2 separate regions of the Mus musculus genome follow, and region 1 is linked to region 2. A link is a contact called in public HiChIP or PLAC-seq data. All regions are on one chromosome and are shown on one strand. The core of a region is the stretch at or near the end of the contact, and the rest is flanking DNA. Distances in the headings are between cores, read along the strand shown. Region 1 overlaps Vps26c (VPS26 endosomal protein sorting factor C). Region 2 holds the start of Chaf1b (chromatin assembly factor 1, subunit B (p60)).

Region 1 (2,700 bases), core at 15-2,514, 640 kb after region 2:
GTTCTTGTGGGACTCCTGACAGTGGGCCCAGGCAGAGGTTGCCCTGGCTCTTTTGCCTACTTGTGGGATCCTTCTCCTACGGGACTGCCTTGTCCAACCTAGATGTGATGGTATGTGCTGGGTCTTATTGTAGCTTATAATGCTGTGTTTGTTTGATGTCCCTGGGAGACATGCTCTTTTCTGAGGGTAGTAGGATGTGGGCTGGATCTAGGGGAGAGGGGAGGTTGCAGGAGTGGGGGAAAGAAGCTGGGGGTGGGGGTAACTGGGGTTGGGATGTAACATCTGAGAGAATAAAAAACAAGTCCGTCTTCAGGCTGCCAGAAGGTTCAGCAGGTAAAAGCACCTGCCACCAAACCTGATGACCTGAGTTCCATCCCCACTTCCCACGCTAGGAGAGAAACACTCACTAGTTCTCTTCTGACCTGTGTCCTGTGTGTCTGTGTGTGTGTGTCTGTCTGTCTGTGTTAAATGGAAAAACAGTCATTCTCCTTCCTGACTACAAGTTGAAGCCCAGAGTAGTGCCTGGGGTTGAAGAAGGGATTACAAATAGAACGGCGTGCATACATTACCACCTCTCGGAAAGCTGGGGGCTGGGTGGGGAGGAGGATGTGTGTGGGGTGTTGCAAACTCAACAGAAACTGAAATGACGATGGAGAGCAAAGAGAAGGGTGCCTTCACCTCGGACACTTTAGTGTCCCACCTTGCTAAGAGGTCAGCTGGTAGTCAAGGGCAGAGATAGAACATTGAGGGATGAGTGTCACAGGGGACTGCACCCAGACCACTGGGAATGTCCACAAAGCATTGTGCCTTAGACATCCACTGACAGACCAGCAGGGTACTGACTTAGTCTGGGGCACTGATAGGGCACTGATAGGGTACTGAGTGGAGAAGAGTCAGCCGAGGGGACAACAGTACAACAGAGGGCTGTGGTGATGAAGGTGATACTGATTATCAATCACCTTGTTAGGATCGCCTAGTAGACCAGCCTCTGGGCAGGCCTGTGAGGGATTATCTGACTAGGTTAACTGAGGCCAGAAGTGCACCCTAACAGGAGTGAATAAACTGGGAAAGGAGCTAAGCACTCACAGTTGTCTCTCAGCTTCCTGACTGCAGATGCAGTCTGACCAGCTGCCTCAAGTCCCTATCACCATGAATTCCCCACGAAGGACTGTGAGCCAAAAACCAAGCAGTGTTCCCTTAAGCTGCCTGTCAGCATATTTATGTCAGCAATATGAGAAGGAAGTCAGTAACACAAGGACCAACTGACAAACGTTCCTGGGCTGGCTCTCCACACAGCTGGACCGGAAGCCCCAGGACAGCAACAGCAGCTGGGTGGAGAATGCAGGGTTCAGGCCACACAGGCTTCACGGGCAGCCTGAAACAGAATTCGGGTAAAGCTAGGGCAGGAGGGAGGAGAGGAAAAGACAGTGACTGAGCAGGGAGGAAGTCCACGGAGCCCTGATGTGCAGGACTCATGGCATGCTTAGACCTGTCCAGCTTCAGAGTCCAGGCCAGCATGAGAGCAGCTGTGACAACCACAGAATCATGGGGACAATTTTACCCCACGCCAATTTTCAAACAGGCTGGGCTAATTCTCAAAATGCCTTTCGTGCATTGCATAAGGAGCAGGCTCTGAACCAGGAACCGAGTCTTTTCAGGAGCATTAGGTACAGGTGAGGAAAGAGGCCCACTTACAGTCCTAACTGTGCTTCCTAAAAGGGTCAGAAGCCTCCACGTGACCCTGCAATCTCTCATACTCTCACAGCACTTCAGATCATCCCAGCAGGACATCTGTTTTTATTGTTCTCTTGTTATGAAGAGGCACCATAACCAAGGCAACTTACAAAGACAGTGTTTACTTGGGAGTCTGCTTATGCTTTCAGACTATCATGGAGGGCATGACAGCAGATAGGCATGGTATTGGAGCAGTAGCTAAGAGGTTACATACACAACTTGATTCGAAACCTAGAGAGACTGGCCCAGGTGTGGGCTTTAGACACCTCAAAGCCCAGTGACACACCTCCTCCAATAACACCACATCTAATCCGTCACAAACAATTCCACCAAAGTCACTTTTATTCAGTCTGCTAACCTAGGCCTAGCCCTGGAAGCTTCTAGCTTCTGTACAAGCTTCTCCAGGTCCAGAGTGTTTTCAGTCTCTGAGACTTGCTACTGAATAAGCTTACCCTTGTTCTTTATGAACACTAGCTGGCCAGTCAACTCAGCTGTTCTGCCTCAAAACTCCTCTCCAAGCTGACTGTTTCAATCTGGCTTCTCTTTCTCAGCCTCTCCTGAATTCTTTGCTTGGCCTCATACTAACTCTTCTGGCTCCTGATTCTCTTGCTCATTTTGTCTTTACCTGTGTCTAGCTTGTATCTACAACCTGTCTCTAGAAAACTCTCCTGGTAAAACCGCCTCCTTCTCCCTCTCTGTGCTGCTTTACTCTCCCTCTCAACTCTACTGTACCCTGCACTGCACTCTCTTCTTCCTGCACTGTCTGTCTGTCCCTTAAGTAGCTTCTCTTTCCTCTCTCTTCTCCTGAGAGTTGGGCACATCCTGTCAAATCTTTCTCTGATTCGTCACTTTGCCACTCAGTTAGACATCACTTTCTTCCAAACATAGGGGCTTTCTTCTACACACTAACTTTACCGTCATTGTTTGGGATTAAAGGGGTGTACTAAGGGCATGTCTGCATTCCAG
Region 2 (2,700 bases), core at 9-2,508:
ATCCACCATGTGGGTTCTGGAAACTGAACCCAGGGCCTTGACCAAAGCAGCCAGTGCTCTTACATGCTGAGTCCTCTCCAGCTCTTGAGATCATTTCTTTATAAAAACCCAACTTTCGCCGGGCAGTGGTGGTGTATGGCTTTAATCTCAACACTTGAGAGGCAGAGACAGGTGAATTTCTGAGTTCGAGGCCAGCCTGGTCTACAGAATGAGTTTCAGGACAGCCAGGGCTGTACAGAGAAACCCTGTCTTGGAAAAAAAAAAAAACAAAAACAAAAACAAAAACAAAAAAAACCTTAACTTTCATATGCTGGCCTGTAAGAAGTCAAAACCATAGGAGACAAGAATCTTTAAAAAATATGTGACATTATTGAGAAGGTCATGGTGGATAAATTAACCATTACATAATTGGAATGGAAGTTCCTACACATTCATGAGGCTGGCCTCAATCTTGCTGTGTAGTTAAGGTTGACCTTGAACTCCTGATCATCTTCCCATTTCCACCTTCAGAGTGTTGGGATTACCATCATAACAACCATTCTAGGCGTCTGTCACATCGCTAAGAGAGGGCGAAGGCATTGCTGTTTTATTGACATTTTGAAACTCCAGAGCCATTTTGAGATATTTGGTGGGGCAGGACAGCTCTCAAATATCCACTGCCTGGGACACTCTTATTTGGTTATATTAGATGAGTCCCAAAGTTTCCCATCTGCCCTATAAGAAATGTTATATATTTTTTGTTTAGTCTTTAGTTCAGGCTGGCCTGGAACTCTCTGTAGCTGAGGATAACCTTCCTCTTAGGGTCCTCTGGAGTGCTGAGATCACCGGCAGGGGCTGGTGACAGAACCGCTGCTGTTGGCTAAGCGTGCAATCAGCTGCCTGCGTCTCTAGTCCCGCTTTTCTTTCTAGACCGTAAATTCCAGGCGGGAAGATCTGTCCGATGAGCATGTGACACTGACGCGTGGTAGGTAGGACGTCTTGCATCTCGGGTTAGCACGTCAAAGCTGGACGAGCCTGGACTCCTCCGAGGCGCGGGAATGGGATTCCCAGTCCCGCCCAACAGGAGCCACGAGCCGCGACAGCCCCGCCCACGAGAAAGAAAAGAGCCCAGAGCTCCGCCCACCGGAAGCCAAGGTGCCGGGAGATTGCTGGCCACTGGGAGGAGGGATGCCCTGGACCCTCCCATTCAGAGACTTTGTCTTGTGACAGCCCCGCCCACGCGGAGGCGGGACGCCCCGGAACTCCGCCCCGAGGAGGCGTGACCGGAGGCGTGGCCTGCGGCGCGCGGGAAGCTGCGGGCTGTGGCGGCCCCGGGTGGACCGAGTTACTGCAGGTAGGTTTGCTGATACCCGGCTTCCGCGCTTCTGACCTGGGTTGGGCTGCAGCTCCTCACCGGGGCCGTGAGTTCTGATCTCAGCGCGGGCGCAGGCAGAAGGCAGTTCGTCCCAGACCACAGTCCCCACCGGGACCGGGACTCGCGCGCCTTCCGCCAGGCCGGGTTGGGCCGCCCGGACCCGCGCCCCTCCCCGTGAACTCCCTCCCTTGCTGCTCCCCGGGATGATAGCCAGTACTCCGGTACCGGTCTCTGGGACCCCACCTCAACACGATGCTCTGTGCTGCCCGTCCTCGCCTCCGTCTGGGGTGTTTGGTTTCTTTCTCTTCCGGAACCGTACACTGGTGGAAGTCTCTCTACCTGCGGGAGCATTTTAGCTGAAGATTGCAGGTGTCTGAGCCGTCGGCGTCGCTAATGGCTTCTGTGCTCTTTCCCCGGCTCGCCCTTCATGTTCCAGGGTCGCTGTTTAACTCTTTGCTAACGTTTCCAGCCTCCCTTTGCCTGGCGGAAACTCTGGAGGATGAAAGTGATCACGTGTGAAATCGCCTGGCACAACAAGGAGCCAGTGTACAGCCTGGACTTCCAGCATGGGGCAACCTGGAAGATCCACAGGCTGGCATCCGCGGGGGTGGACACCGCCGTCAGGGTAAATGGACAGGCGGGAGGATACGGGGAGGTTCTACGCGGAGCTCACGTTTTCATTCCTTTGTTTAAAACTGAAGGCAGCAACTCAAGTCGGGTTGCCACCTAGTCCAGTGTACTAAGTTCTGAGGCCTGGGGAAAGCAAGGAATGCTGAGAAGATTAGCTTTCTTAACATTTGCTACATTGTTTTTGTTTGTTTTGTTTGTTGTTTCAAGACAGGGTTTCTCTGTGTAGCCCTGGCTGTCCTAGAACTCTGTAGACCAGGCTGACCTCGAACCCTCTGACTCCCAAGTGCTGGGAATAAAGGCGTGGGCCACCACGGCCCGGCTATTTGCTACATTGTTACAAGTGGGTTCTCAGTATTTTAGAATACTAAACTAGGAAGAGCTCTGTGGTGCCAGGCATGTATCCCCAATACCCATACGGTACAGATCTGAAGTTTGAGATTCTCAACAGTAGTGAGTTTGAGTCCAGCCTGGGCTAGGTGAGACCTTGTCTCAAAATAGTAATACTGAGCCTAGCTCCTGTGCTCTGTGCTTTGCCCATTTGCTCTAAAGAACTGGAAGAGGGGAATAGCAGGTAAGGGGACTGATGGTGTGCATTTCTGCTAATACTTCCTTTGATTTACAAAGTTTCAAAAAAGAAATTGCATTTTCTGCCAGAAGATAAGTTGTTGTCTCCTGGAAGGGAGTTAGGAGGTGGCTAGTGTGTTTCTGCAATGTAT

Evidence for each region. HiChIP or PLAC-seq counts read pairs in DNA pulled down with a chosen protein or histone mark.
Region 1: a contact with region 2 is called in an H3K4me3 HiChIP or PLAC-seq map of bone marrow-derived macrophages, with 4 times the contacts expected there. The contact joins the enhancer-like site here to the promoter of Chaf1b in region 2. A contact is called at or near these places in 4 of 39 promoter capture datasets (liver, neural stem cells, pre-B cells and 1 more), 1 of 484 Hi-C or Micro-C datasets (regulatory T cells), 6 of 115 datasets of contacts at active chromatin or transcription factors (the NIH/3T3 cell line, astrocytes, bone marrow-derived macrophages and 3 more) and 1 of 9 other capture datasets (embryonic stem cells).

Annotation. Positions count from the first base shown.
Region 1 is chr16:94,517,942-94,520,641 of GRCm38.p6, forward strand. All of the region lies in intron 1 of Vps26c (VPS26 endosomal protein sorting factor C), which reads right to left. The region is part of intron 4 of Gm31323 (a long non-coding RNA gene); the gene reads left to right. Among named protein-coding and RNA genes, the nearest start is that of Vps26c, 7.3 kb to the right of the region's middle. Within about 2 kb of position 1,265, at least 139 of the 459 cell types and tissues checked have an H3K27ac peak or open chromatin away from gene starts, as enhancers often do. A contact at or near this core is called in astrocytes, bone marrow-derived macrophages, liver and 1 more, where this site is marked.
Region 2 is chr16:93,882,643-93,885,342 of GRCm38.p6, forward strand. Chaf1b (chromatin assembly factor 1, subunit B (p60)) reads left to right here and starts at 1,259. Exons shown (of 14, transcript NM_028083.4): 1 at 1,259-1,333; 2 at 1,824-1,979. The coding sequence starts at 1,854.